Regions from separate parts of the Mus musculus genome. Here regions 2, 3, 4, 5, 6 and 7 are each linked to region 1. Evidence: chromatin contacts called from public Hi-C, HiChIP or PLAC-seq and promoter capture Hi-C data. All regions are on one chromosome and are shown on one strand. The core of a region is the stretch at or near the end of the contact, and the rest is flanking DNA. Distances in the headings are between cores, read along the strand shown. Region 1 holds the start of Slc19a2 (solute carrier family 19 (thiamine transporter), member 2). Region 2 has its middle 28 kb from the start of Tbx19. Region 3 has its middle 23 kb from the start of 4930568G15Rik. Region 4 holds the start of Prrx1 (paired related homeobox 1). Region 5 has its middle 32 kb from the start of 1700029M03Rik. Region 6 holds the start of 4930568G15Rik (RIKEN cDNA 4930568G15 gene). Region 7 overlaps Tiprl (TIP41, TOR signalling pathway regulator-like (S. cerevisiae)).

What was found. Promoter capture Hi-C pulls out the DNA fragments that hold promoters and counts their contacts. A called contact is a pair of places that touch in the nucleus more often than the background predicts. HiChIP or PLAC-seq counts read pairs in DNA pulled down with a chosen protein or histone mark.
Region 2: a promoter capture Hi-C map of embryonic stem cells shows a contact between it and region 1, with 5 times the contacts expected there. The contact joins the enhancer-like site here to the promoter of Slc19a2 in region 1. A contact is called at or near these places in 5 of 39 promoter capture datasets (the 3T3-L1 cell line, cranial neural crest, embryonic stem cells and 2 more), 1 of 15 datasets of contacts at CTCF or cohesin (large pre-B cells), 8 of 115 datasets of contacts at active chromatin or transcription factors (the NIH/3T3 cell line, astrocytes, bone marrow-derived macrophages and 5 more) and 1 of 9 other capture datasets (embryonic stem cells).
Region 3: a Hi-C map of muscle stem cells shows a contact between it and region 1, with 2.9 times the contacts expected there. The contact joins the enhancer-like site here to the promoter of Slc19a2 in region 1. A contact is called at or near these places in 6 of 39 promoter capture datasets (the 3T3-L1 cell line, cranial neural crest, embryonic stem cells and 3 more), 1 of 15 datasets of contacts at CTCF or cohesin (large pre-B cells), 1 of 484 Hi-C or Micro-C datasets (muscle stem cells), 9 of 115 datasets of contacts at active chromatin or transcription factors (the NIH/3T3 cell line, bone marrow-derived macrophages, embryonic forebrain and 6 more) and 1 of 9 other capture datasets (embryonic stem cells).
Region 4: a contact with region 1 is called in an H3K27ac HiChIP or PLAC-seq map of embryonic stem cells, with 8 times the contacts expected there. The contact joins the promoter of Prrx1 here to the promoter of Slc19a2 in region 1. A contact is called at or near these places in 1 of 39 promoter capture datasets (embryonic stem cells) and 3 of 115 datasets of contacts at active chromatin or transcription factors (astrocytes, embryonic stem cells and pancreatic cancer cells).
Region 5: a FOXA1 HiChIP or PLAC-seq map of pancreatic cancer cells shows a contact between it and region 1. The contact joins the enhancer-like site here to the promoter of Slc19a2 in region 1. A contact is called at or near these places in 1 of 39 promoter capture datasets (embryonic stem cells), 3 of 115 datasets of contacts at active chromatin or transcription factors (bone marrow-derived macrophages, extraembryonic endoderm stem cells and pancreatic cancer cells) and 1 of 9 other capture datasets (embryonic stem cells).
Region 6: a promoter capture Hi-C map of embryonic stem cells shows a contact between it and region 1, with 4 times the contacts expected there. The contact joins the promoter of 4930568G15Rik here to the promoter of Slc19a2 in region 1. A contact is called at or near these places in 2 of 39 promoter capture datasets (embryonic stem cells and pre-B cells) and 5 of 115 datasets of contacts at active chromatin or transcription factors (astrocytes, embryonic stem cells, extraembryonic endoderm stem cells and 2 more).
Region 7: a contact with region 1 is called in an H3K27ac HiChIP or PLAC-seq map of microglia, with 6 times the contacts expected there. The contact joins the enhancer-like site here to the promoter of Slc19a2 in region 1. A contact is called at or near these places in 4 of 39 promoter capture datasets (the C10 cell line, the HPC-7 cell line, embryonic stem cells and 1 more), 2 of 484 Hi-C or Micro-C datasets (bone marrow-derived macrophages and forebrain), 4 of 115 datasets of contacts at active chromatin or transcription factors (bone marrow-derived macrophages, large pre-B cells, microglia and 1 more) and 1 of 9 other capture datasets (macrophages).

What each region holds. Positions count from the first base shown.
Region 1 is chr1:164,247,570-164,251,361 of GRCm38.p6, reverse strand. Slc19a2 (solute carrier family 19 (thiamine transporter), member 2) reads right to left here and starts at 2,316. Exons shown (of 6, transcript NM_054087.3): 1 at 1,906-2,316. The coding sequence starts at 2,109.
Region 2 is chr1:165,130,738-165,134,521 of GRCm38.p6, reverse strand. No RefSeq gene overlaps it. Among named protein-coding and RNA genes, the nearest start is that of Tbx19, 28 kb to the left of the region's middle. Within about 2 kb of position 2,106, at least 62 of the 459 cell types and tissues checked have an H3K27ac peak or open chromatin away from gene starts, as enhancers often do. A contact at or near this core is called in bone marrow-derived macrophages, embryonic stem cells, pre-B cells and 1 more, where this site is marked.
Region 3 is chr1:165,113,148-165,116,658 of GRCm38.p6, reverse strand. No RefSeq gene overlaps it. Among named protein-coding and RNA genes, the nearest start is that of 4930568G15Rik, 23 kb to the right of the region's middle. Within about 2 kb of position 1,993, at least 49 of the 459 cell types and tissues checked have an H3K27ac peak or open chromatin away from gene starts, as enhancers often do. A contact at or near this core is called in extraembryonic endoderm stem cells and muscle stem cells, where this site is marked.
Region 4 is chr1:163,312,130-163,315,566 of GRCm38.p6, reverse strand. Prrx1 (paired related homeobox 1) reads left to right here and starts at 1,917. Exons shown (of 4, transcript NM_011127.2): 1 at 1,917-3,172. The coding sequence starts at 2,932.
Region 5 is chr1:164,991,477-164,995,167 of GRCm38.p6, reverse strand. No RefSeq gene overlaps it. Among named protein-coding and RNA genes, the nearest start is that of 1700029M03Rik, 32 kb to the right of the region's middle. Within about 2 kb of position 1,442, at least 54 of the 459 cell types and tissues checked have an H3K27ac peak or open chromatin away from gene starts, as enhancers often do. A contact at or near this core is called in extraembryonic endoderm stem cells and pancreatic cancer cells, where this site is marked.
Region 6 is chr1:165,090,172-165,093,895 of GRCm38.p6, reverse strand. It overlaps 4930568G15Rik (RIKEN cDNA 4930568G15 gene), which reads left to right and starts at 1,966. Exons shown (of 5, transcript NR_040480.1): 1 at 1,966-2,010.
Region 7 is chr1:165,214,384-165,217,984 of GRCm38.p6, reverse strand. Tiprl (TIP41, TOR signalling pathway regulator-like (S. cerevisiae)) reads left to right here. Exons shown (of 7, transcript NM_145513.4): 6 at 140-202; 7 at 2,105-3,601. The coding sequence ends at 2,245. Among named protein-coding and RNA genes, the nearest start is that of Tiprl, 21 kb to the left of the region's middle. Within about 2 kb of position 1,939, at least 44 of the 459 cell types and tissues checked have an H3K27ac peak or open chromatin away from gene starts, as enhancers often do. A contact at or near this core is called in bone marrow-derived macrophages and microglia, where this site is marked.

The DNA of each region.
Region 1 (3,792 bases), core at 1,067-3,566:
AACAGTGGTTCTATTTCAGCTACTAGGTTTTCGTTTTGTTTTTAAATGTAGGATTCTCAACCTGGAAAGAAGGGCTACACTAGCATTTTAGCAAAGACTCCAAGATCCCACATCCCAGATCACTAGATTTCTCTTTAAATCCCCTTGCCTCGACTACTTGGCACTAAGACAAGCATCCTTGTGTTGTCGTACAATGAACAAGCATTTGCTGGGCCCAGCACGCTGCTATACTCTTATACCCCCTATATGTAAGGCCTGCTGAGAGGGCAGAGCATGCCATACTGCAGCACACAGCAGCTCTTGATCCAGGTCCCCTGACAAAACATATCAACTTTCAAATATCAACACCAAGAGCACATTTCTCCTCACATGCTTCTGTCAGGCAAGGACATACACTGTGCAGATCGCACAGCAGTTTGCATGCAAACTTGCTTACTCTGCTCACATGCTGAGTCATGTCTGCCTCAGGGTCTATACCTCAGGTTCAGTGGTTGTCCTGGGTCTCCAAGATCGCACTTTCTTATAACCACAGAGCAATTTTCTTCTTGGAAAAACCATTCTAAATCAGAAGGCTTTATCTTTCTACTGTTGGCTTTAACCAGCACCAAAATACACATGGATAATGAATAACTGTGACATGATCCATAAGACTAGGGAGCAGGGTGTAACATTACGGCAGAAGTCAGCTGTACTTGCTAAATGTCAGTGGATCCGGGATTCCACACTGACTCTCAATTCTTTCCCAGGTGACCTTGAATAAAGGCACAACAAACTGGACTCTGAGTAATTATATCCTGCCAGTCTGAAATGGGTCTGGTAGTGTCACCTCTTGCTCTGACCTGGCATGCCAAGTTATTGAGTTAGTTGCTCCTCAGAAGTGATGACTGACAGGAAATGACAGGGAGGCTTAAATGGGAGTCATATTCTACAGCCACCTGGGCAGGGAAGCAGCGCGGTAAGGAAGGAAACCGGGTATAGGAAGAAGGTGGCAATTATTCAGCATCCACTCATCTGACAGTAGGGAAAAGACATCGGACCTGAGCTTTCACTCTTTTGGATACTCAAGGAAAGGGTCCTGGAGCAGCAATCTCCATCTACAAGCTCCTCTGACAAAACCAAGTGCCGGGATAATGAGCTTTAATCACAGGAGTTAGGCACATTTCTGAAGTATACTATGCACTTCTGTGGTGCTGTGCGTACAAGTTTGTATCTTGAATAAATGTCTGCGCAGGAGTTCTTGGTCATGGCCCATGTGCATCACAGCCCTCAAAAACACCTGTACGGAGGATAAAACCTGTAGGTGAAGCAACACTTCACCATCCGAGAAAAGCTAAGTACCAATTATATGACACCGTCTGTTTTCATCCCAGAGACGGACTTCAGAGGGTGCAGTAAATCTTTGGACACAGTCTTACCTAATCAAGCACCCATATTCGGATGGCGTACTACTGTCCTGTATTGTCCTTCTGTAATAGCGCGTATCTATCTTGTCAGGGGTAAACAAAGTCAAGGAGGGGAAGGAAAGGGGGACCCTCTCACAAAAACAAAGCCAAATAACATCCATCCATATATACATACAAACACTCATATGTACATATTCTACTGAAAGTCGAGTTTACTGTTTTCTTTATCCACGCACTGTCCCCGGTCCCCAGCAGCTCCCACAGGACTTGTCCGGGCAGAACCGGGTTATCCACATACGGCCTGAAACACACATGCACGTGGGCTGCGGCCCATCTTGCTTAGTCTCGCACGGAACGTGCTAGAAACGCAAAGAGTAAGGCCACTTTTCCAAGCGAGCAGAAATCCGAACAGATATCTGCGTAGCCCGCTCCGGGACTCCGCCGCCAGACCCTCCACAAACATCTGACATGCTCGGCCTCCCCGCCTGCCGCTCCTGCCTACCTGTCTCTCGGTCAAGTTCTTGTCGGGTCCCAGAAGGTAGGGCGTGAGGAACGGCTCCGACGGCCGGAGGTTTGCGAAGAAGCCGTAGGCGCAGAGCAGCGCGGTCGGCAGGAACCAGCACTCGCGAGGGACGCGGGCAGTACGCAGAAGCATCCTGGCCGCCGCCGCCGCCGCTCGTCTGGACACCCTGGCTGGCACGTCCATCCTGGGCGCGAGGGGCTGGACGCCGACACGGCCCCCTCCTCCTTCTCGGCCAACGGGAGGGCGCCCGAGCCGCGAGCCCGCGCGGGCACCTGTAAGCGTGCGCGACGCCGCCTCGCGCCAGGGTCAAGGTGCTTGGAGTCCCCACCGCCCGCCGGCGGCCACAGCTCGCTAGCCGAACGCCCTTTCCCTAAGTCCGCCTCCGGGTCTGGCCCGCCACCCCGCCTGGCCCCGCCCCCACGCCCCGCCCCGACCGCAGAACGCCCTTTCCCTAGGTCCGCCTCCCGGTCTGGCCCGCCTCCGCCTGGCCACGCCCCACGCCACGCCCACCCACAGCAGACGATCACTAGCCACGCCCCCGGGAACCTCCTCCTCGCCAATGCCTCCCGGCCGGAGCCAACCTCCCTGCTTCCCTATTGGCCAGTGGCTCAAAAGACAGAAAGGCCGCTTGGGGCTGCGCGCCCGGGCTCTGACGTGAGGGGTTCTGGGACATCGGACTTTTAGGGGCCATGTCTGGACTCTGTGGCGAGGACCCTACACACCCTCCCTGGTCGGATCGGTCACCAGGCATTTTCCGATCACACGTCCGGAAGGCTCCCTAGAGCGGGATCCCCGGATGTGTGCTTCATCGCAGCGAGTCTGCTCAGTCTTATCTGCCAACCTACTGATGTTGGTCCTCTGCCCGGGACACATGATGACACAGGCTTGCAAACCTTTAACCTTGAGGCGGGAGAATGCAATCCCTGGGCTCCAAGAGCTTTTTGTTGTTGTTGCTGGGTTTGATTTAGTTTGCTTTTTTTTTTTTTAACATTGTCTTTAAATGTGGTAGAAAGACACAAGCTGGACCTGAGAACTGAGATTTGGGGCCTTTTACTATAGACAGAAAGAAAACGAGGATGACCGAGTTAATCAGCAAGAGGCTTTTGCTTTATTTCGTCACTTTTTGTTGGCAGGATACAAAGAACAATTAACTAATATATCCTATGGAAAGGAAATCGCCCTAAAAACCTAGGCCCTAAAATGGGCTCAAGGTTTCAGGAAGTGTGCCGCTCACGAAATACCCACAGGGTTCAAAAGTAAAAGCAGCTAACCCCCACCCTACACTGGGAGGTTTCTGTCTTCTCGGTCCATCCAGACAGGCTAATCACCCCGTCTTTCTCCAAGGGAGCCTGCACTCCCCCTTTCCTACTCTTGGCTACAAAATCTGGCTCAGACCATGCGCTGCTGGCTCTCCAGCACCTCTGGTCACAGCGACTCCCAGTCTTGAGATTCACCTCTCAGACTGCTGTTGTTAGTGAGGGCGATCTGAATTTTCATTCTTTCATTTCTGCCTGGGTCACTGCGTCTCCAAGGAGAAGGACCAACTAGACACCTGAGGGCTGGCAGGCAGGACTGAAAGGGCTCACTGTGCGAACCTCCTGGGTTCCCATTGAGCGATCCTTCACTAAAACACTTCACTAAAACAGAAAAACGAGGCAATAAGAGGGCAGGTTGTTGTCAGAAGTTTTTCAAGGGCAAACCGTGGCAGGAATCCCCAGCGCTTTCTTTCATCGCCCTCTGCATGACTTTTTGCTGGACTCACAGACTGACTCTGTCCCAATATCAGCAGAATCGAGCTGCACGAGTGAATACACAAAATGTGTGCGTGGAGCAATTTGCCAAAATGCAAGGTGTGGTGTTGACATC
Region 2 (3,784 bases), core at 857-3,356, 880 kb before region 1:
TTGGACTACTGAGTTGAATTGCTAATGTTTATCGAGCACTTACTCTGTGACACTACTGTGTTAAGTACTTTGCATGCATTATCAAACTAAATACGTTTGAAAGGTACTTAGCATTTTAAATGGCTCTATTAATTTCTAATTTGCAAAGCAGAAACGTTACGAATTTAAAGCGTTTAAGTTAGTGATATTTAATTTTTAAATTATGTTTATTTATATGTATGTATGTATGTATGTATGTATGTATGTGGTGGTGGGGATCAGTAGACTTGCCACCAAGCACCTTCACTTACCCAGCCCTCTTGCTGGCTTCAGTTTATAGGTTTTTAAAGCATATTTACAGAGTTGAACAAGCACCATTTAATTATAAGCCATCTTCATCAGCCTATAAAGATAACTTACTTGTATTGGTTGTCATCCCTGCTCCCTTCCGGTTTCTCTACAACTCCCAGCCCCAGGCAGCTATGAGTGTACTTCCTCTATAGACTTCCCCATCCTGGATGCTTCATGGACACGAATTCATGTGACTTTGGTGACTTTCCTGGGTAGCTTCTTTTACTCAGTGTATAACCTTAGAGGTTCATTGATGCTGGACACACCAACATGCATGTTCATTGATATAGGACACACCAGCATCCCCTGATGCAGGACACACCAGCATCCCAGTTCATTGATGCAGGGCACTGCAGCATGCCTGTTCCTTTCTGTGCAGACGATATTCGGTCCTATAAACTTGCACTGTGTTCATACTATCGTTTACTTGGTTAGTGAGCATCTGGTCTGATGCCGCTTTTTGAATATTGGTGTGTAAGTTCTTTTGTGGCCTAGAAGCTGCCAGCTCACTCTCCATTGTACAGATGAGGAGGGAGATTCAGAAAGCTGGGCTTCCTGAAGCCATACAGCTACTAGGAAGCTAGACTCAGGTCTCTGATGACAGTTACACATCCCTGCACACAACTCGGTGTCATTGCTGTATTGGGAGGGGACCCAAGCAGGGGCGGTCACATGACTCTGGAGGTACTTCCCTTAGCTTCTCACCATGTCAACTCGGGTCTCTAGGGATACTCTAATAAAGCAAAGGGCCGGCTCCTGGGAATACACTTGTTAGAGGAAGCAGAGAGATGGCCGTCTGAGCAGAGCCTCAGGGGTTGCAGATATAAGGGACCTGGTGGCAGATGGCTGGTTCCAGGAAGGACTTACATGGCAGGAAAAAACTGTCTCCTAGAATCCCTTTGGGGCAGGTTCTGGTAAAAAACTGAATTTCCTGGAACCGTAGACTATGGGATTTGAATTCTTTATAATTTAGATTATTAATGGAAATGTGATCTCAGAGCCTGCTTAGTGAAGCTTGCAAATATTAATTATAAGTAGAAAAGAGGTGATTGATCTTGGGATAGATTATAAAAATGTACTCTTGTCACTTAGCAAAAACTGTATTGCCGGCAAAACATTCAGAGCGCTTTAAGAACTTTAAAGGGTTTAAGTGGGAGAAAAGCTTTGCATTTGTCCTGATGAGACTTTGGATGGGGAGGCCAGTGCCACGTGAGGTCACTGTTTGGTGAGCCAGCCTCCAGGGTGGTGGTGAACAAGATAATACTTGTCTTTCTAGAGGTGGTGGAGCACACCTTTAGTCCCAGCACACAGGAGGCAGAGGCAGGAGGATTTCTGTGAGTTCGAGGCCAGCCTGGTTTACAGAGCGAGTTCTAGGAGTCAGGGCTACACAGAGAAACCCTGTCTGGAAAACCAAAAGAAAACAAACCAGAAAAGTAGAGGAGAGGAAAAGGAGTAGAAAGCTACCAGAAGCCATGTTCTTACTGCTGCAGTTCCAGAAGCCGTCTGTAGGTGGGGCTATTGCTCAACACACTTGTTTTTGGAAGGAGACAGACTCAGCCACTGCAGCTGTTGTATTGCAGTCAACCCTGTATGTTTATCTCAGTTTTATTGGAAGCACCCCCAAACCCTTGTTTGCACCCTGAGCCCTAGGAACATTTACCTGTGTCCTTAAGAATGTCTTTTTGTCAAGCTGTAAAACCCCAGGCTTACAGCATGACCCACAAAGGATGAGATGTCGCATAACGGATCAAAATTTAGATTTGCTGAGTCATGCAAGTTACAGCACTGGAGCTTATCCAGTAAGGCCTGGCCTTCCAAAAGGGTGCTGGGCTTTATGCTGAACGTTGACACACACGGGCGCGCATACACACACACACACACACACACACACACACACACACACTATACACGAGTGCACCCATGCACATGCGTGCGTGATTAAGAGGCCCCTCAGCTGTGACATAAACCCACTGCGGATATAGCATTTACCTGGTACGCTCTGCAACACCCTTATGGGATTTTGAAGGCAGGAGAACTAATGAGAATATGGGCTATGAGCTGCCTAGGCTGACAAGGAAGTCCTTTGCTTCTGGCCCAGAAAGTAGGCAAGCTTGTGTGTGTGTGTGTGTGTGTGTGTGTGTGTGTGTGTGTTTCTGTGTGTTTGTGTATGTCCAACATCAATGAAGCTATGAAAGGAGAACTCATTATTTTGGAAGGATGACAAAAATCTTTGGTCATTTCCAGTTCTCTCCTCCTCTCTTCCTCCTCTTTAATTTTTTAAAAAATCAATTCAATGGTGCATATATGTGAAGTTGTCATGTGTGGGTTGTAGATGTAGGGAGATGCCCATGGATGCCAGAAGAGGGCATCATATTCTCTGGAGCTGGAGTTACAGGTGGTTGTGAGATACTGGATACAGATGCTGGCAGCCAAACTCTGGTCCTCTATGTGAGGACCTTCTAAGTACTAAGCCATGTCTCCAGCTCCTTCAACGGATACTTTAAAATAGCATACATGTTTATAGACCTCAATATAACTATCATTTTGTAAAAAAATAAAAAATAAAAAATGAGTGTCAATTTTCAAAATAAGAATGGCTTAAGTCAGCCTAGGTCCAAATACATTGAGCATAAAACATTGTTCCTTGCTAAGGACTCTAGCTGCCCTCACCTAATAAGCTAATATTTAATCATAGTAAAAAAAAAATCTCAGCAGCCCAACTTGTCCCATGTCCTGTGCAGTGTTTTAACACTCTTAAACAGATTTAAACTAAACAGGTCATAAAGAGCCAAAATACACCCACATACATATAAGTGGCAGATGACGTGAAAGGTTGTCCCCTCCTGAGCTCACCACATTCATGTGACTGATCACCGTGGATGGCACCTGACCTTGCAAGGTTGCTCTTACTACTTGGAGTCTCCTTTGCTAATTGTTAGGAGTGGGACAGGGTGTTTGTTCCTCACAATTTTAATTATTTTAGAATTCTTCTTTAGGAAGCTTTCCGTTCTGTGGATAAACCTTAGCATATTTATCTTTACCCATCTGGAAAGAGTTGAGCTCCACTTGTTTTCTGTTACAAATGGCTGCTGGAAGCGAATATCCTTGCGCTGTCTGCTGCGAATGCCTGTGAGTGTCCACAGGCTGGAGACTTCAGGGTAGAAGCCGGCCTTCAGTGTGTGCCCCTTAACCCCTATACCTGTTGTTACAATGTTTCCTAAATTGATTGCACCTGGTCACAACCCCAGTAGTAACTAATTTTGGGTCCATGACGTAACATGGCTCTTAATTTTTTCCAATTTTGAATTATGTAAGGTTTTATTCAGTTGTTTTAATTTTCACATTACCTGAGAGTGAGTATTTTGTTTTAGTTTTATTATGATCAGAGCTCTCTCTTTTCTGAAAAGTTTCTCATTTTTCTAGGCCCCCAAATTTTTTCTTCATACACTCTGGA
Region 3 (3,511 bases), core at 744-3,243, 870 kb before region 1:
TTCTTCAGGGTAAGTTCCTTAGGGTGGGATGACAAGGTTAAAGCTTGTGAATTTATAACCTGAGTCTGGCAGCTCATGCCTGTAATCTCAGCATCCAGGAGACTAAAACAGGAGTGTGAGGCCAGTCTGGGTTATGGAGTGAGAATTGATAGTTGCGGGTGGATGTGAAGGGGGGAGGTCTCACTTTCCTTTTGGGAAATGATGGGTGACTGGTAGGCTACCATAGTAGATGGCTCATACCATAGTAGATGGCTCTACATCCATACTATGTGCTCAGTACATAGACTCAGGAATTATTATTGTTAAATTTATTACATATGTGTGTATATGTTTGCCTGCATATATGTTTGTGTATTTCATGAGTGCCTGGTGCCAGTGGAGGTCAGAAATGAGTATTGGATCCCTGGAACTGGAGTAACAGGAGGCTTGTAGGTGCTGGGAACTGAACTTGAGACTTCTGCAAGAGCAGCCAGTGTTCTTAACTGCTGAGCTATCTCTCCAGTCTTGATGCTGACGATGATGCTGATGATGGTGATGATTGTGGTGGTGGTGATGATGGTGATGCTGATGCTGATGACAACAACAATGAGGATAACACAACAATATGAAGTTGGAAATAGAAGGGTCTGGGGTTCCTGGAAGAATTGGAAGGAGGTAGTGTGATGTGGGTTTGACGAAAATATACTGTATGTGTATATGGAATTTATAATGAATAAATAAAATATTAAAAATCAAACAACAGGAGAGTTGTAACATTTGTTATTGGCTTGGCAGTTGCTTTGCAGTAACATTTCAGAATGATGACCCCAATTTAACCTGTGACAAGTGCTAAATGAATGCTCCCCCTTTGCCCAGGAGTGCCCACTGCTTTACCATTGTTCCAAAGGCACCATTCTGCTCTCTGAGAATCTTAGGAGTGGCTGTGAAAACCACGGCTTTCCTGTCCCTCTGCAGTAGCTTACTGTCAGGCCAGGCATATCTAGTGGAGTCCCAGACATGAACCTATGCAGCCTCCCCCCCCCCCCCGGTCCCCCCCACTGTCTTGTGCATCTTTTGGCCTCCACTTCAATCACAGGGGAAGTTGTATTTATAGCCAGAGAAAAGGAAATAGAGGTCATAGGTGGTCCAATTGGTGGCTGACTGAGTCACTGGCCTCTCCCAAGTTTCTTGAAGACAGATCAGGGGAGGGGGCTGGTGAGCTGGTGGCAGCTGTAGGGACTTTGCCTTGAAGCTGCACCGTGACCCACACAGAACGCAGTGTGTGCTCCTGCTATAAGTGCTTTGAGAGGAAAGGAAAGGACACTGGACTCCAGACCTAAGGGAATGCGCTAGAGAGATGGGCACACGTGAGGACAGACCTCTGAAATCGCAGGTATAACGGACAAAGGCTTCGGGAATCTCGTTTGGATTCAGATATTCATCCTGCATAGCGAAGCAGACTCAAGATTAGAGAACTAACTTCCCCTACCTCTCTTCTGATATCACTCTCCTATTATTTAAGTATTCTCCAGCCAAACTAAAAAGGATCTAACACACACCCCCTTTGCGCCAGAACGGAGAGTGGAACCCGCGGCGTCTGGAGAGCGGAGCCCACAGCATCTGGCTTCCCTCAAACCCGGTGAGAAGGCGTGGTATGCCCTGCTGGGGAAATGTGTAGATATGCCTTTAGAGTTTAACTGGATGACGGAGGTTCCACAAAGCAAGCAGAAGATAAGTGGGCTTTTGGCAAAGATAACGTTCAAGCGCCCTCTTCTGGGAGAGATTAAGAGTATTTTTAAATAGCAGGATCACTGCCCAGGGGAATATAAGAAACCAACACCATTTTCTACCCTTTAAAACAATGTAATTGATTTGTGAGCTCAAGGAAGCCATGGAAGAGCATATTGGAACCGTCTGCGCTTGGGATTTGGGAATGTGTGTCACTGCCACGTCCCTACCAGAATGAGGGACATATAGCAGCTGGATGCTACTGTAGTCAGATGTAACCAGGTTTTCCTTTTAGCTTAAGGGATGGTCTAGCTGAGACAGACTACTCATTCGGTCCTTAGGCTTGGCTTTCCCACGCTCAGTTTCTAATCTATGCCTTGGCCGGGAGTGTGGGGACTTTGGGGGTGTAATAATCCAGCAGCTGAGACAAATCTCAGAGGGAATCCAGTCACTGATGGCTGGACAGAAATTTGAAAATCATCTAGAAACAAGGAGGATGAAGTTAAATGTCATGGTTCTGGGGGGAAAAAACCAACTGTCTAAATATAGATTAGAACCTTTCACAGGAAAAGCTGTGAGGATAAGGAGATACAGGAGAACAAAAGGGAGGACTCGTTTTTCTAGCGTCCAGACTCAGTGCAAAGACATTGCCTGTGTGGGCCTGGCAGACCCCTGGGCGCCCCCCACTCCCAGGGAAGACATGGAGAATGAGGGCTGTGCTCGGAGCAGGCTTCTGGGACTCACAGGAGACTGGAAAGCAGGCAGGAGGTGATAATACACCGTGGCTCATGGCTCGCCTTACAGAGTAGAGAGAGTAAGGGATGTGAGCAGAGATTTCAGGAGACAGCGAAGCCCGAGCCCTGAGCTTTAAGTGGCATCTTGGGCTGGAGTCTTTGATCTCACTGTTCTCCAGTCTTCCCTGCCAGCTCAGAGGAGCTCCATTCTCGCAGGCCCCTCTGCACTTCCTACAAAAACACCAGCCTGCCGCTTGATTGCCTCCTTTCCAGTCTCAGCTGCATTTCTTCACAGCTCCAGTTACCGAGTGAATAGCGGTGTTCCTTGTTTCCAGGCAGTGTTTGCATCAGGGTGATTTGGTGTGCGATGCTGGGCTGTGGAGTCTGAGTGCCTGGGCAAAGTTTGGGTCCGGTTTCCTTCTAGCGTCAGACTATAGGCATGCTTGTTTACTAACCGCTTTGAACTCTTTTGTTTTCGGTTTTTCGAGACAAGGTCTCACTTTGCAGCTCTGGCTGGCCTGGAACTCATTGTGTAGACTAGGCTGTCATTGAACTCGCGGAGATCCACTTGCCTCTGCCTCTTGAGAGCCAGGATTAAAGGTGTGTGTCACTATGCCAGCCTTTCTCTGAGTTCTAATAATTACCCAACCTAGAAACTGACAGCTGATACCTACTACCTGTGGGTGTTAAATGAGTTAAGTACTGCAAAGGTTTATAAGGATGCTTATGTAAGACACTTAAAATCACTTCCCATGGTATATTTTATTTTAAATTTATATTTATTTTATTTGTATATATATATATTTATTTATAAAACAAATATATTTATACATATAAATATATTTATTTAAAATTATTTACCTTTTTGCATTTACCTATTTAAACATTTTTTGAGATTATAATTACATTATAGCTCCACTGTCCATTTGTCTGGTTTAGAGTCACCTAGGAGACACATTGAGCCCTTGAGCTGTGGCCAAGCTGAACCCGAACCTATCCTTTATGAGTTGTTCTTGTCACAACAATGGGGAAAAAATCACTGAGAATTGGTGTTTGGTGACAGCCATGTT
Region 4 (3,437 bases), core at 668-3,167, 940 kb after region 1:
TACTTCTTGGAGGCAATATCTAGGGTGCTAGAAGTCCTGATCTTTTACTCAGGATTTGGTCACAAATGGCAATCCTCACGTCTGAAAGAAAAAGGAATCCATCTGTGTAAGTAAAGATGGAGCGCATGAGCCTCCAGTCTGAGAAGATATGGGAGAGACTGATGCTGTCTGGCCTTAGGAAGAGAGAAAGGGTGTCTCCTTTCCCCTAAGGGAGCAGAGAGTTCCAGAGACACCGGTGGAAATATGCCACTTTAACCTGACCATCGAGTCGCTTCCACTCCAGGCACTTTAGGCTCTAGGAGTCTCACCGTTGGCATCTCCGAAAGCACCTCAGGATACTCAAGTCCCCACTCTGTCTGGCCCACCCACGGGCAAGTCCCCAGCGCAAGAACCAGCTCTTCTGGCTTAGATGCCCTCCGGCAGACAAACCTTCGCGGCTCAGAGCCTGAGCTGCCGAGCAGGGGCGACCAGAGCACTTTGGCGGGGCTGGGGGCTGCCGGTCGGGGGCACGGCACGAGTGGCTGGAGCGAGGCGAGGGGTGGAAAAAGGAGGGGGCGGCGGGTGGACTAATGATGAAAAAGTCTCCTCCATCCTGGCTCCTTAATTAAATGCATGGAAAGAACCGAGGCGCGCACATCTGGTTTCAATCTACAGCCCTTTGATGGCATCAAATGTTCTTTTCCCAGATCAGGGCTGGAAGTTCTGGGCTAACTATGGCCGTTTGGAGCACAGAAACCATTTATACACACTGGGACCCTTCCTTCTTTTCAATTCAATCTCATAGCTACAGGAGAAGGGGAAATCTAGCAATCAGGGGAGCGAGGGGAAACGTATGTATGTGTGTGTTTAAAGAACATAAAACGCCACAAATAAGCACATACTATTTTACTTACTGGCCATATAGTAACTCATTCCTAATGAGACTATTAAAGCTGTTACCAGATTCCAACAGGTCATGAAAACACCGTCCAGCACCGCTCTGCCCTCTGTCAAGCCTGGTCATAGACTTCGACCTTCCTCAGTCTCTGTGTTTGCCAGGGCCTCACCGAACTGGATACAGATTAGCACAGAGCCCACCCCACCCCCAGCTCCTCCTGCTCCCCCCAACTTCTTCAGCCCCAGTGTTCCTGTCTGCTCTGATCTGGGGCAGCCTCGGCTACGAGCAAGAAATTAGAACATTGGCAAAGGTAGGGGAATTATCAGGACGGACTTTCTTCTGGTTTAATGAATATGTAAATTTTCTACTGTCTGAAGCCTGGGGATTTCTGGTGGCAGCGAAAGTCTCGAATCCATTCGAAGCTGAAGACTTCTGGATCTGCCCAAGCCGTCTTTAGATCGTAGAGAGCCTCCCGTTATTATCGCTCTTGTTATTTTATTACATTATTTAATAGGCTGTCTCTACAGAGCCAAACGAGCTTTAATAGGCTTGCTCTTTTTTGCCGTTCAGTCTCAGACTCTCCCTGCGCTCTCCGCCAAAACAAAGCTGCAGGAAAAGTTACTGGGGGGCGGTGCAGCCGCAGATTTGACTGTTATAGATGTGCATCTTTTCCCTGTTCCTTTTTCTTTTTTCTTTTCCTAACAAGTTTGCCCTCAGCTGTTATCAAAACATGCAAATGAGATATTCCAAGAGGATCTCAAACAAATCCGGAGGAGTTAATGCTGAAACAAAATAATCAGCCCCGTTTTAAAGTGACTGCGGGTTTCGGGCACTTTTCTCTCTGTGATACTACTGCAAGGGAATGATAATTAGACCTTTATTTTAAAAATCCAAAGGGGCTCTCTCCTTAGCTTCCCTCCCTTTTCCCTCCCTCCCTCCTTCCTCCCTCCCTCCTCCTCTCTTGCTCCCTCCCTCTCCCTTTCTCTCTGGCTCTGATGTTGGCAAAGGGGTTTTCTTAATCAGACTGTTTTTTCGGTCCGAGGAAAAGGAGGTAGGAGATTGTGATGGAGAAAGGGGGTCTGTAAAACGTCAGGCGCCGCACAAAGGCTTTGCCACGTAATTACAGGCTCCTATTAAGTGGAGATCTGCCCTCCCAGGGGTCTCCAATTTTCTTGTATTCCCTACAAAGCCTCCTCTCCATGCCAGCCTGTGCCTTTTGAAGTGCCAGAGAGCTTCTTGATCCAACTGAGAAGGGAAAAGGAGCTCCGCACGGAGAAGGGGGAGAGAGCGGAGGGAAGGGGGACCGCCACCCTTCTGCAGACTCTTGAAGCCCCGCTTCTTTATTTCTTATTTTTTTTTCCTCCTTACGAAGAGTAAAGTGAGAATCCTGCTCTCTAATACATCTGCAAGACATCACTCTCCTGAAATTCTAGTCACTCCCGAGAATCCACAGGAGTGCAGAGAGGGGGAACGCGCTTTCTTGAAGACATTTTAAAGCTGGAACAAGCCTTCTTCTGTTGGCGCTTGAACTCTTGCCGGGGGAATAACTTTTTTTAACCTCTTTCTCTAATTTTTTTAAAGCCACTTTGATTCTTCTCTCCACCCCTTCTTCTCTCTTCTGTTTGCCTAACTCCCCCGCCCCGCTGGCCTCCCCTTTCCTCGCTCCCCCTTATTATTATTTTTAGTGTCTGCGAGTGGACGCTTTTTAAGAGTTGAAAGGGATATTTTTTTTCTTTTTGATCTAAGCATAGGTTGTTTGTTTTGTTTTTATTTTTGAACTTTTTGGTGTGGATTATCTCTCTGGACCGCGCTGGACTTGGCTTTAGCGAAGTAACCGAGGCTGCAGGGAAAGTTACTTGTCCCGAAAGTTCTACACTTCAGAAGGGGTCCCACCCTCTGTTTCTCTCTCTCTCTCTCTCTCTCTCTCTCTCTCTCTCTCTCTCTCCACTCCCCCCTCTTTCTTCCCCACTCGGCTCCTCTCCCCCCTCACGCCCACAGCGTTTGGTGTTGATTCGAGCGGGAAGAGGGGGGTGGGTGGGATTGGAGGGGAGACCATGACCTCCAGCTACGGGCACGTTCTGGAGCGGCAACCGGCGCTGGGCGGCCGCTTGGACAGCCCGGGCAACCTCGACACCCTGCAGGCGAAAAAGAACTTCTCCGTCAGTCACCTGCTAGACCTGGAGGAGGCCGGGGACATGGTGGCGGCACAAGCAGACGAAAGTGTGGGCGAGGCGGGCCGGAGCCTGCTGGAGTCACCGGGACTGACCAGTGGCAGCGACACCCCTCAGCAGGACAGTGAGTGAGGGCGCGTGCTCCGGGGAGTGTGCGCTGGGGACACAGGGTGGAGGCCCGGGGAGGGCGGCGGGAGCGTGTTCCAGGCTTCGGTTTCGGGGAGACAAGGCGTTAAGAAGTTAGGAGTCCTGGGAAAAGTGGCTGGTTGCTGATCGCAGAAAGACCGATGAGAAAAAGAGGGCTCCCCCAATGCTGTAAGCCAAGCGGGCGCTGGAGAGAGACCCGGAGGCCCAGGGACGCTGGGAGGCCAGGGGATCCCATGCAGGGA
Region 5 (3,691 bases), core at 193-2,692, 740 kb before region 1:
TGTGTTGGTGAAGGAGGAAGGAAGGTAAACTCCTGGCTCCTTGCTCCCTAGGTGTCCTCTTCAAGTCAAAGGGTCTTCCAGAGTTTCCAGTGCTACAGGATTAATGAATTTAGGTGTTGTTGAAAAACCAAGAAAATGTAGGGGAAAGTGCAGTAGAGGTGCAGCCTAGAGGTAATGGAAGGAAGGGCTGGGGTTTTAGTTCATAGCAAAGAGCTGCCTGGCTTGGGTTTGAGGTTCAGCACAGCAGAGATGGAGGGGGAGAGGAGGAGGGAGAGGAAGACAGAGAGGGGAAGGGAAAGGAGGAGTGAGGAAAAGAGGGAAGGAGGGAGAGAGGGGGGGAAACACACACACACACACACACACACACAGACAGAGAGACAGAGAGAGAGAGACAGAGAGACAGAGAGAGGCACAGAAGCAGATAAACAGCCAGCCAGGGACAAACAGGGAGAGAGGAGAGGAGAGGAGAGGGAGAGGGGGAGGGGGAGGGAGAGAGAGAAAGTTTGGGTGATGTGGATATTTAGCTAACTGTACAGGCTCAGCTTCTCCTTGGCCACAGAGGAATGCAGTGTTTGACTTCACCTGTCACACAATCTAGCTGTTTCAGGGGGCTGTGGCTCAGTGTGTGTGTGTGTGTTTGTGTGTGTGTGTGTGTGTGTGTGACAGTCCTGTTGCTATTTTTAGCTGACACTGAGCAGACATTGGATCTCTTTGCAGACATCATTCAACTCTGCTGCTGGCTGGCGGCAGTGGGGCCAGTATGGTGGGCTGAGTTCTGGTGAGCCGGCTTTCCACGGGTTCTCTCTCCAAGAACAATGCACTCCAGCCCCACCCTCTCCTTTATCATCTTGTGCTGTTGTCCTATGTATTGTTGTTTCAGGAGAAGTCGGCACATTCCGTTCAGCCCGAAAGGCAGGCCTTTAACCCCTTATTCACTTGAATTCAAAATTGTTGCTTGAAGTGAGAGAAAGCATCCATGGGAAGGGCTGAGTTAGAGTTAGAGCTTTGTAGTGTGCTGCCCCTCACACTGACCCACACTGTTTCCCTGAGATTAGGTACATCACTCTAGGTCTTTGCATCTCTAAAATGAGGGAGCCGAGCAGTGATTGCAATCTTTTCAACAAGACCTAGAAGGCTCACACACAATGCACACATTAGATTATACATTGGATCACTCTAAGTTGCTCACCAGTCCGATTTTGCCTACAGGGTGTTATGAACCCTTTCATTTCATGTACACTGCCTGGGTACTAATAGAATTACCAATCTGGGGAATTAATCCATCTATAGGACTTAGAGATGAAAGCATCTAGAAAGTGATGTCTTAAGGTTTGTATTCCTGCACAAACATCATGACCAAGAAGCAAGTTGGGGAGGAAAGGGTTTATTCAGCTTACACTTCCACATTGGAATTCAGGACAGGAACAGGACAGGAACTCATGCAGGGCAGGATCCTGGAGGCAGGAGCTGATGCATAGGCCATGGGGGAATGTGGTTACTGGCTTGCTTCCCCTGGCTTGCTCAGCTTGCTTTCTTATAGAACCCAGGACTAACAGCCCAGGGATGGCACCACCCACAATGGACCCTTCCACCCTTTATCACTAATTGAGAAAATGCCTTACAGCTGGATCTCATGGAGGCATTTCCTCAAGGGAGGCTCCTTCCTCTGTGATAACTCCAGCTTGTGTCAACTTGGCACACAAACCCAGCCAGTACAGATTTTTACTAAGGTTTCACTAGATCAGCACAGCTCATTGACTCATTGGCTGCATAGCTGAATTTTATTCTAGAGGTCATAAGTTCAAAATGATAACAGTAGTTCAAAGTTAATCACATGGCTGGCCTCCCTGGTGCCAACACCCCCTTCTTGAGTCATCTTTTCAGCAAGGGCTTGGGTGTGGTTCAGGGGCCTACTGGGAAAACTTGACCTTAAGGCAAGTCTAAGAGTTTATAAGGCTCTTTCCCAGAAACCAGTGAGTTAAGATCAGGTAAATTTTAAACAACAGTGGGAAATAAGAGTTTTATCCTCATTTTGTAGGTGATACTTAGGGTGGCTAATTGACTTGTATAAGTCACATGGGCGTATAGTGATGCTGCAGAGCCCCAATCCTGACCTCTGACCTCTCATTTCTATTTCTTTCCAATGCCCCAGGATGGATCCCCAACAGTAAGAGTAACTTCCTGTCATCACTGTCATTGTTAACTGTCAACTGTCTCTCAGTAGCTGCATGTGACTCTATGACCATGACTACTGTTCTCCATGGCTATCGAGGGTTCCTCTTCCTGGGGGAGGAGCCCAGGGATGCTGAGTATGAAATTGGCAGCCTTGTGATTGGGATGCCCATTCTATGATAGGTACTCAAGCTTTGCGGACATTGAATGTGAGCTTCAAGGTGATGATGCCTCATTAGTTGAACTCTGGGGAAGAGCAGAACAATGGAGGCATAAGTGTCCAACTTCAGTGGCCTTTTTGTAGGTAGGAGAATCTCTACTCATGATCAGAACATTTTTTAGAAGTCTTTTTACCTAGATTTCACCATCTTGTCTGCCCGTCTGTGTGTCTGACTACTTGCCTATCATCCATAGAGAAGCTTCCAGTCATTTCAAGGAAACTGGCTTGCTTCCTGTAGTGACATCCATATAGGTAAAGTTCAGGACTCTAGACATGGCTTAAAGATGTGAATGAGTTTTCTAGTGAGGTTCCTTTTACCTCTTTCTTTCTTAGTGTGTATGTGTGTGTACATGTTCAGTGTGTATGCGCATGTGTGTACTTGAATGTGTGGAGGCCAGAGGTGATGTTGAGTGTTTTCCTCAATATCTCTGACTCAGTTAGCCTGATGAGTCAATCAGCCCTGGTGATCTTCCTGCCTCTGCCTTCCCAGTGTTGGGATTAATGGTGCATGCTACCACATCCTGGTTTTGTTTGTTTGTTTGTTCATTTTTTAAAAATACTATTCCAGTTTCCTTTCTGTTGCTGTGACAAAAACCTGACCAAAAGGAATTTAGGACAGAAAAGTTTTTATTTTGGCTTCTACATCCAGGTCATAGACCTGAAGCAGGAACCATGGAAAAGCACTGCTTAGTCTTATGCTCAGGTACCTTTCTTATACAGCCTAGCATCGCCTGCCTAGGGTTTGATACCACCCATGGTGGGCTGTGCATATATATGTGCTATAACTATTAGCAATTGAGAAAACACCTCATAAACACCCCTACAGGTCAGTTTGATTGAGACAATTATTCAACAAAATTATTCTTTCCAGATGACTCTAAATTGCATCAAGTTGACAATAAAAACCATCCAGGACATTTTGGGTGATGAGGCTCCAACTGTGGTTCTCATGCTTGCATGGCCAGTACATCACTGACTGATCATCTCTCCAGCCCCAAACCTTCCTATTCCCTTCTTTCTCAGTTTTCAGATTTTTTTTTTTAAATCTTCTTTTAGCCAGGCGTGGTGGCACACACCTTTAATCTCAGCACTTGGGAGGTGCTTCTCTGCCATTCAGTATTCCTCAGGTGAGAATTCTTTGTTTAGCTCTGAGCCCCATTTTTAATGGGGTTATTTGATTTTCTGGAGTCCACCTTCTTGAGTTCTTTATATATATTGCATATTAGTCCCCTATCTGATTTAGGATAGGTAAAGATCCTTTCCCAATTTGTTGGTGGCCTTTTTGGCTTATTGATGGTG
Region 6 (3,724 bases), core at 717-3,216, 840 kb before region 1:
TAACCTGCTTTCCTCATACCAACCTGCTGTGGTCGTCTGGAGGAAAGACAGCACCAACACCACTAGTACATTTCTTTTAAGATGCATTTTATTTTAAATTATGCGTGTAATTGTCTGTGTAGGTATGTGAATGTTTGAGTGCAGATACCTATGGAGTCCAGAAGAGGGTGTGCAACCCCCTGGAGTTGTAGTTCCAGGTAGTTGGGAGCTGCCCAGCATGTGTGCTGGGAACCAAGCTCAGGCTATCCACAAGAGCAGTACATGCTCTTAACCACTAGGCCACCTCTCCATCCAATCCCAGTTGTGACAGGGTTTCTCTGTGTAGCCCTGGCTGTCCTGGAACTCGCTCTGTAGACCAGGCTGGCCTTGAACTCAGAGATCCCAAGTGCTGGGATTAAAGGCATGTGCCACCACGCCTGGCCTGACACGCTTTACTGTGTCTTATTATTTTGCTCTAGTTTGAGCAAGTTTTGTGTTCAGATTTGGACCCAGGTGTGCTGTCCTTAAGAACCCAAAGTCCTCAATGGCATACATAGTCTCATTGGCCTATCCTTGTTGGCTATAAGGCTGTCTGGGTTAATGCCCCCTGCTATAACAGAGAAGTGACATTCCAGCTCCCCAGCACAAATGATGTTTAGTTTGGTTCACAAAACAGTGAAGGACCACGTTCAACACAGTGACACAGGAACCTAAAACTCCTGCTTTCACTTCTGCCATCATAGGAAAGAGAAGGGGGGAGAAAGGACAGAGATAGCCTCATTCTGGTCTGTAAAGGAACCACTCAGTTCTGAGTCCTTTTGTAGAGACCAGCCATATGGGGGTAGGTGCTAGGAACTGTGGTTTGAATATGGGTCCTTTCCCTTAAAGGTCCACGCATTAAAGGCATGGTACCTGGGGTGGTGCTATTTGTAGGTGCTGTAGACTTCTAGGGCTAGGTCCTTAGGTCTCTGGGAGATTGTGGTTCTCTTCCTACTTTCTAGAGATGGAATGTAGGTAATGGGTTTAGCTGAGAGATCGCCTCCTCTAAAACTGGTTCATATGATAGATAGGAACACCCATTAAGCTACTTTTGGAACCTAAATCTCTTGTTTTTCTCGTCTTCCACAGGGTCTGAGAAGAGAACCACGTCAGTATTACTTTTTTTTTTTTTTTAAAAGAAAATCCAACTCACTTCCGGGTTTGAAAACCTACCCGTCCCTGGGACAACCCCCCCCCCCCCCCCGCCCAAAAAAAAAGCCTGCCTCTCACTCGGTTCCCTGATGTTTCTCACCGAGGCAGAGGCAGCTGCCCTCTGTCTTTCCCAATAAATACCTTGTGTGTGTTCTTGTCATGCGACATTGGACAAGGGGGGAGGTTCTTATGAGAAACACATTCTTAGGTTGCTTTGTAGTTGTGTGGAAAACCAAGAGCACTGGCGTTAACATGGCTACAATGTCATTAGGAGCCACCGGTTATATTTTGCTCATTGGTGACTGAGGTGTCTGTTTTGTGGCATGTGACTGGAGCAAGACTGTGTTTAGACATTATGTTAAGCATAAGGTGGGAATGGGCGAGAAGAGGATTTCATTTATCTTTGGTTAAATTTGCCCATTGGTGCTTTGGGGGTGAGCATAAGCTATCCCTTAGTGTCCCTTCCTTTCCTCTTTCTTGGAATCCCAAAGCAAAGTCGCAGATAAATGGGCACAGAGACATTCAGGACTCCTTCCTCACTTCCCTCTTAAGAGGTCGCAGATGATTTTGGCCAGAGGGTGGCCAGGACTCCAAGGTAAGTGTAATAAAGACTGCGCCCTCTCTTCCGCCTTTGGGTGAGAAGGGTGGGGGTGGGAAGACCGCTCACAGGGAGCTCAGCAACTCAGGGAATCAAAAAACCTGAAAGCCAGGGGAGGAGCTGAGCAGGGGCGGGGTGGGGGCTGTGTTGGTGAAGGCAGCAGCTTCCTTGCGGAGGTGTCCTCCCTCAGTGACGTCAGAGGCGGCTGCCGTTGCCCTGGTAACTTCACCTGATCCGGGGCGGTGAGTGTATGTGCTGATTTCAAGGCTCTCTCCTTTAATGAGGAAGAGCTAAAAATGAATCTCACTATCCCATAAAAAGCATGGTAATCAAAGGCGTTACTACCCGGTACTAGGCGTGTGTGGGTGAAGACAGCCGGGGGCGGGGGAGGGTGGATGATGCTGGAAGGACCTGAAGGACATGTAGGGGACCAGATTTCCTTCATAGAATCAGTTAATGAAAAAGGGAAGCGTGGGTTCATCTTCTAACAGAGTTCTTCATTTCCACCGTTTCTCAGGAAGTTTCCTGTTGAGCCATGTTGTGTATTATCCTGGAGTCCTGCTCTAGAGCCAATTGCTCTGGAACTATTACAGAGCTGAAAATCATGAGAAGCCAGTGCAGTGGAGACCCCGGAAATTCATCCTCACATCATAGGGCTTCTCATCTATTCCCCTTAAATGAGTGTGCACTCCCTAGTCTCTAGATGCAGAAAAGGTCGAGTTTATGATTTTTATACATGAGAGGCATGCATTGGCACCACAGACTGTCCCACCACATGGATAGGAAGCTCCGCATCCTTCTGGCTGTGAGATCTTGGCCCAGCTAACTGCCATGTCCGAACTTGAGGGGCTTTTCAAAATTTGAAGTCCGCTCCACAGAACTTTAAGGAAATACTGACCCGATGCATGCAGTGTGCTTAGCACATGATAGGTACTCAAACTCATGGAAGCTATTTTTTTTCCCCATTTGGAACAATTCTTAAAATGTACCTGGTCTGTTGCAGATATTAGCATACACTAAGGCTTTAAACAAATTAGGAAAAAATAGTGTTTTCCGTTGGCAGAGAAAATGACAGAGGGTTTTCCCTTGATCCTAATGTGACCCTGTGCGGGCTCTCAGGAGTGCACGGCCTTCTCATGGGCATACAGCAGGCCTGGATCTGACCCCTTTAGAAGGCTCCAAAAAGACTATCTCAGAGTCCAGTGCTTTGAAATGCCTAGGTCTTTGAACTAAAACAGTTACAGAGTCTGTCTCCCTGACCCCATGTTCCAGGAGAGGTGAAGGGCTTGCCTTTCATCTGTCCTCTTAGCAGTATAGTAGGTGTGCACCCTTGACCCCAACAGTCTCCCCAAGAAGGAAGATCAGTTTGCAATGGAAACTGGAAGAGACCATACCCAAAGCCCAAACAAACTATCCCCAGGCATGTGCCTTTTTTTGGTTCACTGATGCCCTTTAAAACTCATTTAGCAGTGGCTGAGGAGATGGCTCAGTTGGTAAAGCACTTGCTATGCAAGGATAAGACCTGAGTTCTGATCCCAGCATCCATGTAAAAGCTGGAGCCTGCAGTGTGCCTGTGACCCCAGTGTTAGGGAGACAGAATCTCTGGGACTCTCTGGCTAACTAGGCTAGCTAAATGGCCATGTTTCAGGTTCAGTGAATGACTGTCTCAAAACACCAAGTGCAGAGTGATTGAGAAAGAGCCTGATGTCCCCACCTCTGGTCTCCATATGCACATACACAAGAACTCATGCATATGAACACACACACACACACACACACACACACACACACACACTGTAAGAGACAGGGTTTGAAATTCCCATAGCTGTGACTATGGGAGCCAGGTGAAAGTTCAGTATGTGGCTCCATCTTCTGTCACAGGCCTGCCATCTGCCAACACCTATGATTTGTAAGTTTCAGGTGGTAATTCCAGCCTGCTTTTCTTGTCTGTTTGTT
Region 7 (3,601 bases), core at 690-3,189, 970 kb before region 1:
AAACAAAACATAACAAAACAGTTTTATATGGGAAAACGGTACAAAAGGATGGTTTGTTTATTTACGTGTCTGCTTTATAGGGAGGATTTTATAATATACATATATAAATATATTGTAATTTTTGTATTTTTAAATATAGGCTGACAAGACCTACATGTTACGAGAATATACATCCAGAGAGAGCAAAATTGCTAATTTAATGGTAAGTACTTAAATTTTAAGTATTTAGATGTTGAATTTTAATAATTCATTTTAAGTCTCATATCCCACTAATCCCACCCATTCATCTAAATTTGCATCAGAAAATGTGTGCCAAGGACCAGCCTCTGCTTGGGAGTTCTGTTTGAAAGTAGCAAAAAACACACAACTGGAAGTCAAGTCTCAGGACAACCTATGTTGTTCTCTAGACAGCTTTCTCTTGCAGGCCTAAAGACATCTCTTGAAGATCACAAACCTAGTTTTTTATGTAGATATCAATTCAGTCATTACCCCAGGTTCCCTTTTGATTATCCTATGAGTCAACATCCCATGGCCTTTGGTTCTTAGGAGACAGCAAGCACACTTTTTATTACAGAGCCCTTCAGATATCTGTCAGCCTTTGTTAAGCACAGAGATAAGATAACAGGATGGGGCCTGGATCTAAATTCCCTCAGTCACAGGCTGACCTCAAACCCAGGGATCTGTCTGCCTTTTTAAGCATACAAAAAAACTTAGCTGGGTAGGATCTCCGTCAATCACCACTCCCTAACTCTCTGTATCTCCTTCCGTAGTATCTTCCTGACCAGTTGGCTCACAGCACAGCTGCTTTTGTTCCTTTAGATTAGTGAAACACCTTGTATAGTTCCTTATATTTTACATAGTTGAGAAATTATATATTTTTGAGCTCATGTTTTCAGAGTTTTTTTACAGCCTTAAGGGCTGTCCTGAAGGTCCCAGGGTTTACCATTTTACTGAGACATTAGCTACACTTTCGCCTCCTGGACTGATGGAGTCATTAATGTTAACAGGGAGGACATTCCTCAAAGGAGGAACATGAAAATACTTAAATTATACAAACAAGCCCTAGGCCACAGCAGCCATGACATCATGGAGGCCTCTGCCCTGTTCCAGGCGTGGGAACCACGTCCTTCCACCCCTTCCAAAGAAGATGTGCTCCTCCTGGGCTCTGCAGGGTGGGTCTCTCCTGGGTTTGTCTCCAGCACCAGGGCACCTGGAGATCTTCGCTGCCATCCATCTGAGTCCTGTTCATTCTGAAGAAGCTGAGAGGCAGGGGTGTGACCTGAGTCCCATCGCTGCAGCTGGTGCCATGGATGTTCCTCTGACTTAGCACCTGACCCTCTAGAATGTTTAATAATTTATTCATGTTTTGAGATTATACTAGAGTTCCATAAATTTTCTCTTTCCCCTCCAAGGCCTCCCATGTCCTGTATCTCCTTAGTCTTTCAAATTCACTGTCTCTTTCTTCCATCATTGTAAACATATAGATGCATCCTACTTCCTCTGTGATGTCACTTGTATGTATATGTTCTTACACATCCCTTTTTCTTCCAAAAACTGGTGCCTCTGTACCAGCATCTGTAATTATTCTGACATAATTTTCCTGTATTTTTTGCTCCCCTGGAATTTGTGAAGTCCTTCCGTGGCACTTGGGTTTTGTGATGAACTGGCTTAGTACATGTCTACAAAATAAGTATTTTTTTTTTAAACCATAGTACTTACTCTGTCTGAATATAGTGTATGCTTGGATTAGAATAGTTAGTAACTGTCGTAGAATGTGTACTGGACTCTAACTAAAGATTGAACTTTCAAGTTACTCAAGTAACGGGTACTAGGGAGGGATTTGATCAAAATGTGTGGGATTCTTTTAGCACTTACAGTAGCACTGTCAGTTATGACACCAAGTTCCTTGAAGATCAGCCACACAGTTGAACGATTGAGTAACAGGAAGCAGCTGTTATCTGGGGGAGCACTCAATGCTCCTCCTTACGTGGAGTGTCCCCAGGGCTGAAATTAGCATGCTTTGTGAACTCTTACACTAGAAGGTTTCAGAAATCGTGTGAGCCATAACTGAGAATATACTAATACGATTTTATGTTTTTCCTAGCATGTTCCACCTTCCCTCTTCACGGAACCTAATGAAATATCACAATATTTACCAATTAAGGAAGCAGTTTGTGAGAAGCTCGTATTTCCAGAAAGAATTGATCCTAACCCAGTGGACTCACAAAGTACGCCCTCAGAATAAAATGTGGTACAGCAGACTCTCTCCATGTGGAACCTGACTGGAAACCTTGGCTATTTGTAGGGGTATTTTTATTATGAGAATTAATTTCCTTGCTTATGCGCAGATTTTCTGTAGCCTTAAAGGAAAATAAAAGATTGCTGCAGGCAGGTTCCACACAACTCCTGTTTATCCTGTCTGTTTTCAAGTTCCTGCTCCAGAGAGAGATGTGCTCTGGAGCTTACGTCAGCAGTGATGTGTGTGGGTCTCATGAGGGGACATGGTCTGCATCCGGCCTGAAGCATCGTCTTCACTGTGAGGAGGCTGACTGTAAGGCTGTCACTGAGCCCCGATGCCTGGGACCTGCCGGCCGCCATAGGATGCTGACTGCATGCTGATGTGCTACTCTGGCTCTTGGCTGTGGGCTTTCTGGTGTTTGTTCGCACTTACGGAGAGTTGTGACATGTCACCTACAAAATTAATCTTGTATTAGTCATTAGTTGGAGTTTCTGGGCAACATATTGTGTGTGTTTGTACACACAAGTATTTTTTAAATCTTTTCATTTAAATGTCTTTGTCTCTGAGTAGTGTTAGATTACTTATTTTGATAATTCATTGTTAAAAATTGTGGAGAATTAAAATAAAATAATTGACTTTTTAAAAAAAATTAAAGAGGTGGGCGGTGGGGAGGAGGAGTGTGCATCTGAAGATTGTATTAGTGTATCCCTGTGAGGAGTACCCAGGTGTGTCCTTGGCCATTTCTAAATATGACATATGCCATTTTATATTTATTTGTCCAAGTGTCTTTTGTAAGAGGAGAATAAATAATAAGGAATTATGTATTCATAGTTTGCTGTTTATTTCAGCTTTTCTTAGACTTACTTGAAGATTGGATTAGGATGTATCGTTCTCATTTATTTTGTTCTGAACCCGTTCAGTATTGCAGACACATTTCCCACGCAGATTACAAATGGAAACTGCTAGGTATGAACGCGATCCCCTAGTTTGTTCGCCTTTAAGCGCCTGTCTCTCTTCTCCCTCTGCTCCTTACACTCCTGAGGGCACTTTTAAGTAGTCAGAACACATGGGTACATGTCATGCATAGCATCCCCTTCAGTTCTGAGTACCGTGTTCTCTGATGTGGTATAAGGGATTACATAATGAAGCGATAGAATGTGGTTGGTCCTTTATACGGCGAGTGCTGTGTATGTGGAGTCATCCGGCTCCTCATCAAACAGTTGAAAACATCCCAGCGATTATGACCACGCACAGACTTTCTGTTGTCATTCCCTGACTGTCAGTTTTAGCTATTTGCCTTGTATTAGGTATTATGAGTGAAATACAGGGTAATTTATAGTGTATGAGAGGATCTGATGGCTT